Regions from separate parts of the Sus scrofa genome. Here region 1 is linked to region 2. The links are chromatin contacts, called in public Hi-C maps. All regions are on one chromosome and are shown on one strand. Each heading gives the region's core, a stretch centred on a gene start, on an enhancer-like site or on the middle of the called end of the contact. The rest is flanking DNA. Distances are from core to core; before and after follow the strand shown. Region 1 holds the start of FAM122A (protein FAM122A). Region 2 has its middle 85 kb from the start of TMEM252.

What was found. A called contact is a pair of places that touch in the nucleus more often than the background predicts.
Region 1: a contact with region 2 is called in a Hi-C map of fetal liver, with 2.0 times the contacts expected there. The contact joins two enhancer-like sites. A contact is called at or near these places in 2 of 47 Hi-C or Micro-C datasets (fetal liver and fetal skeletal muscle).

The regions. Positions count from the first base shown.
Region 1 is chr1:222,114,006-222,121,397 of Sscrofa11.1, forward strand. All of the region lies in intron 1 of PIP5K1B (phosphatidylinositol 4-phosphate 5-kinase type-1 beta), which reads left to right. FAM122A (protein FAM122A) reads left to right here and starts at 309. Exons shown (of 2, transcript XM_021085089.1): 1 at 309-425; 2 at 5,602-7,392. The coding sequence starts at 309. The coding sequence ends at 6,720. Within about 2 kb of position 5,521, at least 77 of the 83 cell types and tissues checked have an H3K27ac peak or open chromatin away from gene starts, as enhancers often do. A contact at or near this core is called in fetal liver, where this site is marked.
Region 2 is chr1:221,930,436-221,936,864 of Sscrofa11.1, forward strand. No RefSeq gene overlaps it. Among named protein-coding and RNA genes, the nearest start is that of TMEM252, 85 kb to the left of the region's middle. Within about 2 kb of position 4,821, at least 5 of the 83 cell types and tissues checked have an H3K27ac peak or open chromatin away from gene starts, as enhancers often do. A contact at or near this core is called in fetal liver, where this site is marked.

The DNA of each region.
Region 1 (7,392 bases), core at 4,271-6,770, 180 kb after region 2:
AACTTTGAGGGCTCTTGGGGAACAGGGCCAAGTAGAACCAATAGTTCTGTTGGTGAACTGTAACTGGCTTTAGACAAGTGTGCAGTGCTTGTGTCAGGCTGCTGGAGTCTATTGGTGTTTAGAGCCCCTGTGAAATGTGGCTTTTGTGTGTGTGTGTTTCTCCTCTCTTTCTCCTGTCAAGTTCTCTGTATCAGTAACATTTTGAGGACTAACTTCATATACAATGGAGTGTATACATTTTAAGTATTTCATTTAATAATTTAGTTACATATGTGTATGCCTGTGTCACTAGCCCCCCAGAACAGGACATGGGCCATTTCCTTGTGTCCTTCTCAGTCAGCAGTCTGAAGGGTAACCATTGTTTTGACTTCTACCTCCATAAATTGCTTTTGACTGTTCTTCAGCTTCAGAAAAAGGGAATCAGAGTATACACTCTTTGTGTTTCATTTGTTTCATTCAACATAATACTGTAACTCATCCATGTTTTTGAGTAAAGAATTCCATTGTATATTGGGTTCACCCTTTTGATGTGCTGTTTATGGATATTTGGGTTGTTTCCAGTTTGCAGCTATTATGAATAATAACACAAGGAACATTCTTGAACATGTCTTTCAGTAGCTGGAAGCACTCATTTCTCTTGGATATATATATATGTGTATATATACACATATATATATGTATATATATGTGTATATATATATATATATATATCCAAGTGGAATTTATTAATCATAGAACATATATTTTCTTTTGGTAGGCAGTATGATGTATTGTCAAATATTTTTCCTAAGTTATTATACCAGTTAACACTCCTAAGTTCCTATGCTTTGAAAGTACACTTCTCCTCTGCAGTATTTTTATTCTAGATTTGGTGATATTAATGTGCATGTGGAGATATTTTCTAGTTCATCTCAGATTTTACATGTGCACCCATTGTTGCATTTCACATTCATTCAGTGAGGATTCAGAGGTGCATATTTGCCTTGTCATATGTTTAGGGGTTTAATAGTCAAAATTGCTCCTAGGAATTAAAAGGAAACTACCTGTTCGTTTGAAAAAATACAGTATTAATCACAATAAAGTTTATTTAGAGATGTTTGATTTTATGACTTACTCCTAAGTGTGGTATTTAATTCATACCTACAATGGAACCAGAAGTATGAATTAACTCAGGGAAGATCTAGATACTGTATCTGGTGTTATTTTTGCAATAGGCTGAATTGCATTTTATGGCTGCTGTTTTCTCTTCTGTATCCTTTGAGAGGAAGCAATACCTCAATATATTAAACACTGCCTAGATCATCAGCACTGAGCATTTTAATTCTGTCAACTGTGTATATAGCATTTGGTTAAAAAAGAATGGAAACTTAGGACTTAAACGTCTTAGTTCACAAAATGGTTCATTCAAGTAGCCTACCTGCTTGGGCTGGAGGGTGCTACAGCTAATAATGATATTCTCAATATGAGCAAAAGAACTATCAAAGAGCACTTAGAATCAGTCTAGAAAAGCCTGTTACGCTGGATTTTCAAATGCTAGAATTTTCTTCCCTTTTAGACAAAGCTATATCAGTCCATTCATTCATTCATCCATCCTTCACTTGCACAATGATTCAACAACAACTTACTGAGTGCTATGTGTGAAGCTCTGTTCTAGATACTAGAGGTATAGCAGGGAAAAAAGCAATCATAGAGTTTGCCTTCTTAAGGATAAACAAGAAAGAAAAATATTGTATACCTATTGTCTGTCATGTGGGCTCTGAAGGGAAATGAAAACAGTAAGGGGTATGGGAGTATAGGTTTGGTGTTGGGAATTGATGTTGCTTTTTATAAAGGGAAGGTCAGGGAAAGCCTTTTGGTCAATGACATTTGTGCAGAGAGCTGAGGGATGGAGTAGTGTAGATGCCCACTTGAAGGAGGGTAAGCTAAGTGAAGGAGGGAGCATGCCTGGCCAGTTGAGGGACAGTAAGGAGGCGTCTATAGTTGAAGGCATTGAGGTTGGGGTGGGGGGGCGGCGGAGCAATTAGAAATGGGCAAGCAGAGGAATGGCAGGGACCCAGATAGGGCTCAGTAGGTCCTTGTAATGGCCTTGCCCTTTTCTCTGAGTGGGAACCCACCAAAGGATTTTGAAGAGGGAAGTGACTATTCATGTCTTATTTCAAGGATGACCTTGAACATTGGGTATAGAATTGACTGTAGGAACAAGGGTAGACACACAAAAATGAGTGAAGATTTCTAACAGGTATGTTCAGGTAAGAACCAAATGGCATAGATGTTTGATTTTGTGGTTATCACCATCTCTGTACTTTGTTGGTAAAGATAACCATTGTATTTATCCAGACATGAACAATGGTGGCCCAGTAGAAATGATTTAGTAATATACAAATTAGCAATATGCTATGGATATTATAAAAATTAGCTCTATACTTAATGCTTTTTTTCTACCCATCTAATACAGATTTTCTTCTGGAAGCTCTTGTTTTTATTTAAAATGTTTGTACCATTCTTTCAGTTGCTCCTGAACTTCAGTCATTTGTGACTTCTCTCTTCATCCTTTGTACATCCAAGCAGTCAGGGTTATTATCTTCCTCTCTCCACATCCTCTTCAGTTTTTTGCCGTTCTCAACTTTAGACCCTCCTTTCATCTTGGAATTAACTTGCAGATTTTCATCTTTAATTCAAAGGGAAAGCAACAAAATGAATATAGGTTTTGAAGTGAGATCTTGATGCTAATTGGTCCAGATCTGTGTTCCTCCATGTAGGGCCTTTTGCAGTTTTTGAAACTCAGTTGTCTCTTTGTAAAATGAGAGCAGCAGTATCTGCTTTACAGGATTACAGTGAGAAGTGGGACTAGAGAGTGTTTAAAGAGCCTGGAAGCATTGGGCACTTAGAAAAGGTTGGTTCTTTCTACATTATATCCTTCCTCTATCTGTGATCCATCTGTCAGGCCCTAAAGCATAGCTCTTACTGTGTCATTTCTCTTGTCAAAAACCTTCATTGGCTCCCTATTGCCCCACATGTTAAATGCAGCACTTTTGCCTGGCATTCAGAACTTTTGCCTGCCATTTGGAACTCCAATTCTCAGACTCCAACTTTAATTTATCTCTCTATGAAAATCGTACCTGTCTTCAAATTCTGTCTGAAATACTATTGTACTCACAAAGGTATGAACAGTCTGGATGTGGTTTCTCCTAGTCTGCATGTCGAGGGCGCTACCTCATGTCCATGCTCTGGAGCCAGAAAGACCAGGTCCCACTATGTCTTGTCACCCTGGCTGCATTACTTAATCCCTGCGTCTCAGTTTCCCCTGCAAAGTGGAATAGTGATACCTACTTGATAGGGTTATGGTGGGGATTAAATGAGATTCTATAGGTGATCCACTTTGAATAGTGTCTGGCACTTGGAAAGCTTAAGTCAGTTTCTATTAATTATAGGTATGAATAATCTACCTTATTTCATGAGCAGAATCTGTGTTTTACAGGGCCTTCAAATTAAAAGTTGTTTGAGATACAGTGAAAAGGGCAGGGACTAGGATTCTCATACTGGATTCTAGTACTGGTTTCCACTATTAAATAAGCTATGTGATGCTGACTGCCAGCCTCCCTGGATCTTTCTTCCTTCAGTTGCAAAAAGAGGGCTGAACAAAAATCACTAAGCTCTCTTTCAGTTCAGATAGACACATGGATATCTAATGAACACTTCCAACTCAAATCAACCAAAACAGAACTCTTAATTTTTACTCCTCTAAATGTACTTTCTCTATCCCAGTAAATTATACTGCCCTCTACCCAATTTAAGTAAAACATCCATGAGCTGCCTTGGAATTATCTATTTCTTTTGCCATCTAAATCTAATCTGTCTGCACATCCTATTGGTTTGCTTTACAAAACATATCCTGAATCCATCTACTTCTCCCTGTCATCACAGGTAGAATCCTAGATAGAAAATACTCTCTTACCTGAAATGTTGCCATAGGTTCCTAATCCATCTTTCTCTCTCCACTCTTGCCCTCTTTCAGCCTATCTTCCACAGAGCCAAAGTGATATTTAAAACTTAAACCAGATAATATCATTCTCCTGCTTGAAACTCCTCAGTTGCTTCTCATAACACTTGTAAGATCCAAACTCCTTTACCTCCTCATACCACTCTCCCCCTTATACTTCAGCTGTAGGGCCCTTTTTACTTTTCTTGCCAGCTGACCACACCCATGTCTGCCTTGGATCTTTGCACCTGCTATTCTCTATGGTTGGAATATTTATCCCCCAGATGTCAACATGATTGCTTCTTATCATTTAGATCTCAGTTTTATCTGATTGGCCCCTCCTTCCTACCAGTGCTGCTCTATTTTTTCCACTCCATTTATTCCTAAGATTTGCCACTATCTGAAAATAGCCTACACATTTATCCTTCCCCACCCTCCAGGAGAAATTAAATGTCCTAAACATTAGGGCCTAATTCCTACCACTGCAGTGCCTGGCACATAATTGGTACATAGAAAAAAATATGACTGAGTACATGAAAGAATAAATACAAACCGGAGTTCCCATCATGGCACAGTGGAAACGAATCTGACTAGGAACCATGAGGTTGCAGGTTCCATCCCTGGCCTCATTCAGTGGGTTAAGGATCCCGTGTTTCAGTGAGGTGTGGTGTAGGCTGCAGACTTGGCTCAGATCCCACGTTGCTATGGCTGTGGTGTAGGCTGGCAGCTACAGCTCCGATTTGACCCCTAGCCTGGGAACCTCCATATGCCATGTGTATGGCCCTAAAAACCAAAAAAAAAAAAAAAAAAAAAAAAAAAAAAAAGAATAAATACAAACCGATTTGTAATGAGATATGAAAGTTTATATTAATCACACTAGCCAACTATTGTGTTTTCATTACATTTGAGGACCCGTTGGTTTTCCCTTCATTTCATCCCTCATTATGAACATGATTGAGCACATATGCCTGTGCCAGAAATGACTATAAGTAAAACAATAGTAAATAGTTAATAGAATTACACACACGTTGGTTTTCTTCCCCTGTGACCTAAATAGTTCTGATTTACCATTCTCTCCAACTCCTCTCCCACGTACCACCTTGTGCAGATTACCATCATCTAGGGCCTAGAGGGTGGCCTCCTCTCTGGCTTTTTTCCGAAGATTTTAATGTCTTCTCCAGACTTGAGTCCTTTCATTCTTTCAGTTGCTTTCAGTTTTCCATGCAGGAAAAACTTCCACGTTTTCATTGTTCTCAGGACCGACCCTGCTCTACCAACCTTAGGTCCCACCCAGCTCACCCTCCACTCCAGGCCACACTCACTCCCTCCCTTCCTTCCTGGTTCCTGCCAGCCACTCTCTTCTCTGCTTCCCAAGCAGTTCTACACCGCATCCTTTTCTCAGGCTTCTTGGGATCTCAGGAGATGTCCCTTCCTCAGGGAAGCCCTTTCTTGTTAGGCCAAATATTACTCCTCATCATACAGTCCCACACCGCCAGGGGCCTCTCTCTCAGAGCTCTTATTTTATAAAAATATACTCCTGAATATGTTTGTTTATATTTTATAAGTATATACTCCTTAACATTAACAGGCATTAAAGCAAGTTTGCGCCCAGTGCTTATTAGCGGAAGGAACGTGCCCACTGGCTGCCCAAACATTCCTCGCCCCTCCCGCCAGGCCTGCGGCGCGGCTATTACGCATTAAGCAGGCGCTGTGAGGAGAGACAGCTCAGGGCGCCTGCGCAAAGAGACACGCATGCGCAAGGCACGAGCCCGCTGACAGATTCGCGGTGGCGGTGGTGGCGGCGGCGGCCCTGTATTGCGGGGAATGGGAATCCTAGGTCTCTGACTGAGCACCGCCCCCGCCTCCCTGCCCCCGACATGGCTCAGGAGAAGATGGAGCTAGACCTGGAGCTGCCTCCGGGCACGGGTGGGAGCCCGGCGGAGGGCGGCGGCAGTGGTGGCGGCGGGGGCCTCAGGAGGTCTAACAGCGCCCCCCTCATCCACGGCCTCAGTGACACTTCGCCGGTGTTCCAGGCCGAGGCGCCGAGCGCCAGGCGGAACAGCACAACGTTCCCGAACCGCCACGGCCTGCTGCTACCAGCCTCCCCCGTCCGCATGCACAGCAGCCGCTTGCACCAGATCAAACAAGAGGAGGGCATGGACTTGATCAACCGAGAGACGGTCCACGAGCGCGAGGTGCAGAACGCAATGCAGATAAGCCACTCCTGGGAGGAAAGTTTCAGCCTGAGTGACAACGACGTGGAGAAATCCGCCTCCCCGAAACGCATTGATTTCATTCCAGTGTCACCAGCACCGTCACCCACCCGGGGAATTGGAAAGCAGTGTTTTTCACCGTCTTTGCAAAGTTTTGTGAGTAGCAATGGATTGCCTCCAAGTCCTATTCCCAGCCCAACGACCCGATTTACTACCCGCAGAAGCCAGAGTCCCATTAATTGCATTAGACCAAGTGTTCTTGGACCATTGAAAAGAAAATGTGAAATGGAAACTGAATATCAGCCAAAGAGATTTTTCCAGGGCATCACCAACATGCTTTCTTCTGACGTTGCACAACTGTCAGATCCTGGTGTGTGTGTATCTTCCGATACCCTTGATGGAAACAGCAGCAGTGCCGGATCTTCTTGTAACTCACCAGCGAAAGTCAGCACTACCACCGACTCTCCTGTATCGCCTGCCCAAGCGGCGTCTCCATTTATTCCAGTAGATGAACTTTCATCTAAGTGATTCACCCACCCATCCTGAGACTCGGTTTTGTTTTTGTCTTTGCAATGGAGAGAAAAATCAAGCTGGAGCAAGCACTGAACTTTGTCGATTAATTTGAGGCTATTTCCTATTTGACCCTTTTCCTTTTTTGGAATTTCCTGAAATGTTGTTATTCTAGAGAACTTTATGTCAGGTTCCTGCAGATGCCCTTGACTTCAGTGTAGTAATATTTTCAGACGTTTTCCCAATAAGTGTGTTGAAGCATACATCTTTATGCTGCTAATATGTCTAAATACATATGTTATCCCTTGATTTTTTAAAATAACTGAGAGCTCTATTTATTTATGGGATTATTAAGTTCTGATGCAAATATAAATGTTGAATTAATCAGCATAGTAAACTGATGTTTTAAAATTCCATACTTCATGCCCACACTAATTTTTTAATGTTATTTTCAGTGATTGCTAATTTCTATTTGATGAAGTACAGTAACTTACCTATGTACACTTGTTTTTTAACTGTTAGTTATATCCATCCAGTGGTTGTCTATTTTACCCAGGAATCCTCAAATATTTAATTTTCTAGTACAGAAGTGGATTGGGAGAGGGTGATAAAGGAACAAAATACAAAAATTTGCACCAAATCTTTTAAAATTAAATATATAAAAGTAAATATTAAAAAACATTTTCTAAT
Region 2 (6,429 bases), core at 3,571-6,070:
CCCAAAGAAATAGCAAAAAGACAAAAAAAAAAAAAAGAAAAGAAAAGAAAAATATTACTGGTGAAGTGGGCCAACTCTCAATTGTGGGCCTTGAGTACCGTATTAGGGAGTTGAGATGTATCACTTTAACCAAATGATCCTTAGAGCCATGGGGAGCTACCAAAATGTTTCCTGGTGAAGGGAGGAAGGGGATGTGATCAGATTTATACCGCTGAAAGGTTACTCTGAATGAAGTGAGGGGAGTGGATTGTAGCACACAAAATCTTGGAGGCACAGTCACATTCAAGAACCTGTGCAGAAGAGTGGGTGAGAGATGCTGGTGGCTTGGACCAGCTGGTGCAGCAGGGGTGAAGAGAAGACAATGAATTCTTGGAGATGTTTGAAAGGTAGCATCACACAGGGTGGTTATTACTTAGATGTGAAGAGTCAGGTAGAGCCCGGAGTAGACTATGCTGTCCAGACTTTTGTTTTGGGCACTAGGTAGATAGTGTGGATGTTCATTGAAATTGGAATTCTGAAGGAGGCACAGGTTTGAGGGTGTAACCTCCTCAAACGGGTTCAGTTTAGTATGTGTTCATTTAGAGAAACCCTCTCCAAGTGGAGATACCAGATCATTGCTCATCCGACTCTCAATCTCAGGCTCTTGCTGCTGGACCATGGCTGCCTCATATTCCAGGCATAGTTCAGACTTTGGGATGGTGGGGACATGTGCTGTCAGGGACATTTAGTCACATTGGCCCAAGTGGCTTTCCTGGGGCATCCCTTTTGTTCTTAGAAGAGGAATAATGGAGGGAGGGTGCAGAGAAGGAACCTCAATATTACAGCAGTCCCTTTTCCAAAGCATCTACCCACCATAGCAATATTGTAATTGATTCTGGCAAGGGTCATCAGTGGAGGCTAAAACCAATTTACTTGTAAACAAGCTATCTATACAGTCTAAAAACATCTCTCCATAGATTATTACATCAAAGGGGAAAAGTTAGTTACCTTTAGAGTGAAAAAATCTGGTAACACTGCCAATGTCTAATCATCAATTATTTATTGACTGTGAAGAGGGAACAAATCCTCTAACGTGGAGAAATCATCAGGGCACCACTTCAACCCCATGATAAAAGTCATTGTCACCAAGAACAGGACAAACTGACAGTAGGTACCTCTCAATGAGAGACTAAGGAGGACATAACATGTGCATAATTTGATTCCTGTCCAAAGGAAACACCAAACAAACCCAAATCAAAAGACGCAATAGAATACCATTGGCCCGGACTCCTCAAGAATATCAGTCTCTGGAGTTCCTGTCATGGTGCGGCAGAAACAAATCCAACTAGGAAGCATGAGATTGTGTGTTGGATCCCTGGCCTCACTCAATGGGTTAAGGATCCGGTGTTGCCATGAGCTTGTGATGTAGGTTGCAGACGCAGCTCGGATTTGGAGTTGCAGTGGCTATGGCATAGGCTGACAGCTACAGCTCTGATTGGACCCCTAGGCTGGGAACCTCCATATGCCCTATTAAGACAAAAATACAAAAAAAAAAAAAAAAAAAAAAAGAATATCAGTCTCATAAAAGGCAAAGGCTAAGGAACCATTCTGCAATAAAAGAGACTAAAGAAAGATGACAGTGAAGTATAACCATGCAATCCTAGACTGGGAAAACATGTTCTCAAGGCCAAAATTGGCAAAATTTGAAAATGATTGCATTCAGTAACAGTATTATACACTGTCAAGGGTCCTAAACTGGATCATTAAACTGTACCCCTGTTCTTAGGAGACCCTTGACCATATGTTCAGGTGGGAAGTATCACAGTGTGTGCAACTTACATCAAATATTTCCTGTCTTGGCCCATTTGGATTGCTATAACAAAATACCATAGACTGGGTGACTAATAAACAACAGAAATGGATTCCTCACAGTTCTAGCAGCTAGAAGTCTAAGATCATTGTGCCAGCATGTTTGAGTAAGGGTACTCTTCTACGTTGGCTTCTCCTTGTGTCCTCACATAGGGGAAGGGTCAAAGGATGAGGGAGCTCTAGGGGATCTCTTTCATAAGAGCACAGCTCCTAATCATGTGGGCTCTGCCTTCATGACCTAACCACCTCCCAAAGGTCCCACCTCCAATACCATCACTTTGGGGGTTGGAATTTCAACATGTGTATTGGGGGAGAGAGGGGCACAATCATTCATCCCATAATAGTTCCTGATAATAATATTAATGTGTATATTTGTATATAGAGAGATAAAGCAAATGTGGTAGAATGTTAATCACTGGTGAAATGGTAAGATTATATAAGTATTCAATGTTGTCTTTTGCAGGGGTATTTTTTTTTCAAGATAAAAAGAAAAGAAATACCTATACAAGCCCCTTTACAAGTATAGGGGGTTCTGAACACTGAAAAAAATCTAACCAGTGTCTCTTTTTTTAAGGGCAACCAAAATATTACCTTTCACAGCCACTAAATTTCCTCTTGAAATATCCAAACAGGAAACAGGTGAAGGAGTAATTTCCTGCCCTGCCAGGCTCTTAAGAAAGAATGTGCAGTATTTGCTGTCGATTAAGAACCTGCGGTGTTTAGAGAAGAATTTGCTTTCTTTAAAATAAAGGAACCTAAGTTGAAAGCTCCCAAAGTCTAAAGAGCAGCTGGAACAAGCACTGCTACCAGCAGGTGCTCCTGTCTACCAGCCCTCTGTCAGTGGGCGGCCTCCGGAACCAGCCTGGCTGTGCGTGCACCTGCTGTTCCTGCTGCAGGTGGAGGTAGGGGCCGGGGGCCATTTGGATGTTCCTGTTCACAGAGCTCCTCCTGGACCTGTTTCACAGCACAGGTGAGCATGTGCAGGAACTCAGGGACTCAGCATGCAGCAATGGATCTTGGATGGCACTCAGTCCACCTCTCTCCCCGCCTTCCAATCTGTGGCTTTAATCTCCCCTGCAGTGTCCCAACCGAGGGTCCTCTACCCTCTGCTTAAACATAGCCAGTGGTTCAAACTCCTAGACAGTCTTTCCATTTTCAAACAGCTTCAATTGTTTGAACATTTTTCCTCTTACTAACAAGAACTGGAACAAAATATTAACTTGTTTTTCAAGGCACCTATTAAGAAAATTTCAATAAAAAAAAGGTCAAAACCTGTTAACTAAAATTGTGGAACACTTCAAAAATGTACAGTCAGAGTTCCCATCATGGGGCAGCGGAAACGAATCTGACTAGCACCCATGAGGACAGATTCAATCCCTGACCTTGCTCAGTGGGTTAAGGATCCAGCGTTGATGTGAGCTGTGGTGTAGTTCGCAGATGTAGCTTGGATCCCGTGTTGCTGTGGTGGTGTAGCCAGCTCTGATTCAACCCCTAGCCTGGGAACCTCTTTATGACTTGGGTGCTGCCCTAAAAAGACAAAAAAAAAAAAAAAGTGCTGTCAATAATTAAAATCACAGTTGACTGTTTCCAATCCTTTTAGCAAGGCATCTTTGTATCACATCATTCAGAAATGAGGGCTCCTCTCACCATACCCTGAGATATACCCATTTTATGGCTATTTTTTAAAAAGAAAAGAAAAGGGAGTTCCCATCATGGCGCAGTGGTTAACGAATTTGACTAGGAACAATGAGGTTGCAGGTTCGGTCCCTGCCCTTGCTCAGTGGGTTAACGATCCGGTGTTGCCGTGAGCTGTGGTGTAGGTTGCAGACGCAGCTCGGATCCCACGTTGCTGTGGCTCTGGCGTAGGCCAGCAGCTATAGCTCTGATTAGACCCCTAACCTGGGACCCTCCATATGCCGTGGGAGTGGCCCAAGAAATAGCAAAATAAATAAATAAATAATAATCTGGGAGTTCCCTTTGTGGCGCAGTGGTTAATGTATCCGACTAGGAACCATGAGGTTGCAGGTTCGGTCCCTGGCCTCGCTCAGTGGGTTAAGGATCCAACATTGCCGTGAGCTGTGGTGTAGGTCGAAGACGCGGCTTGGATCCTGCGTTGCTGTGGCTCTGGCGTAGGTCGGTGGCTGCAGCTCCCATTCGACCCCTAGCCTGGGAACCTCCATATGCCGCAAGAGCAGCCCAGGAAATGGCAAAAAGACAAAACAAACAAACAAACAAACAAAAAAGAATAAAAAATAGAGCAGGATTACCTGCAAATGTAGAGTATGTATATGTATATGTACAGATAGTGTGTTTGCACGTGCAAAGAGAGGGCTGTGGGAGGATGACTATCAGGCTATTCCAGGGGGATGGTGTTGGGTAGCAGGAAATAGTAACAGGAGGAAAGAGGAAAGCTTTTACATTTTACCATGTGTGTTTCGTTATAGTTTGTGGTGTTTTTTTTTTTTTTTTCCTAAAGAATACATGCCATTTTAAAACATTTCTCCCAAAAGTAAAACCACCAGCACAACAAAAAAGGCTCACTCACTTAAATTGAGCCAAGATCTGATTGCCCGGAGTTTCCGTTTTGTTCCACTCTCTGAACAACTCAAGATAAGCCTATTCCTTCTTGCACACTGCAGGGAGTCAGCTATCTGATGCCACCCCTGGAGGGCCCCCCTGTTTTCCTTCTCCAAGCAGTATGTTCCCATTTTCTTCAGCTGTCATTCGGTTGACAGGGTTTCAAGTCTCCTTGACATCCTGTCACCCTCCACTGAGCTAGAGCATATCAAGTGGGCTCAGAAAAAAATCCATGTGGATGTTCAGGTGGCACTTGGTCATCTGTTGAAAATTAGCAAGCCCCTGGGTTCATCCACTAACCTGGCCTAGCTTTGTGGGGTTTCAGCTGCTCTGTTAAGTGACTGTATCAGTGACTCACAGAGCCGGTCTGCAGTGGCCCCATGCAGTTCTTATCAGGACTACCACGAGCTCCCACAGCATTTACAAAACCTGGCTGACTTATCAAGTGCCAACCCAGGACAAGCACAGCAAGGGTGTCACATGATATCCTAGTTGGGCTTATCCAGATTAAAACCTTTGTCATTGCTTGAAGATGCTAGTTCTGGGGAGAGGGGTAAATTAAGTGTATGGGGTTAACAGACATATACATATACACCCAAGATGCTAGTTCTAGTTTCATTTATCATTAGAGTAACCATATCTCCCATTTGCCAAGTTGTGTCTTGGTTTAATGCCAGTTTGTCCTCACATAATTATTAATAATGCCCCCTTTACTCTTAAAAATCTTGCAGTCTGGACAATGACCTGTATGGTCAACCCGCTAATCACATACAAGTAATAATAACTCTTTCAGGTAAAGAAATTTTTCCTTTCTTTCTTTCTCTCTCTCTCTCTCTTTTTTTTTTTTTTTTTTTTTTTTTTTTTTTTTTTTAAGGGCTGCACCTGCAGCATATGGAAATTCCCAGGCTAGGAGCTGAATCAGAGCTGCAGTTGCTGGCCTATGCCACAGCCACAGCCACAGCCACAGCAATGCCAGATTGGAGCCATGCCTTCAACCTACACCACAACTCACAGCCGGATCCTTAACCCATCCTTAACCCACTGAGCGAGACCAAGGATCAAACCCACCTCCTCATAGATCCCAGTCTGGTTTGTTACCTCTGAACCATAATGTAACTCTGAGAAATTTTGTTAACATCAGAAAAGGAACTTATTATGTTTTTTGTTTTTGTTTTTGTTTGCTTTTTGTCTTTTTAGGACTGCACCTGGGCATGTGGAGGTTCCCAGGCCAGGGGTCAAATCAGACCAGTTAGCTGCTGGCCTATGCCACAGCCACAACAGCGCAGGATCCGAGCCGTGTCTGCAACCTACACCACAGCTCATGGCAACGCGGGATCCTTAACCCAGTGAACAAGGCCAGGGATCAAACCTGCATCCTCATAGAACTCTGAGAAATTTTCTTAACATCAGAAAAGGAACTTGTTCTTTTTCTTTTTTTTTTTTTTTCCGCTTTTTAGGGCCGTACCCCGTGGCATATGGAGGTTCCCAGGCTACAGATCAAGTCAGAGGTGCAGCTGCTGGCCTACACCACAGCAGCTCAGGATCTGATCAGCATTTTTGACCTATACCACAGCTCACAGCAATGCTGGATCCTTAACCCACTAAGCAGGGCCAGGGATCAAACCTGCCTCCTTATGGATACTAGTGAGATTCCTTTCCGATGTGCCACAAAGGGAACTCCCAAAAAGGAACTTATCCTTGATTTCAGTTAAATCCACAACATTTCTGGACATTTCAGATCCACAGATGCTGTATTTCAGGGGATGAGATAACTGCTAACATGGGTTTTCCTCTCTGAATTTGCATAACTGTTTTTGAAATGGGAGCCCTCAAACTTCATACGAGGGAACTAAGAACTAGATTCCTTGAGACAACTGATTTCAACCATGTCTTGAGGTTAACAGAGTAGCCATGGTGCATCTTCTTTTTCCATCCCACTTAGCAATATGCATTGCCTTAAAACTCCCTCCCTGCCTCTCCCACTCAGGAAAACGTATTCCCCCA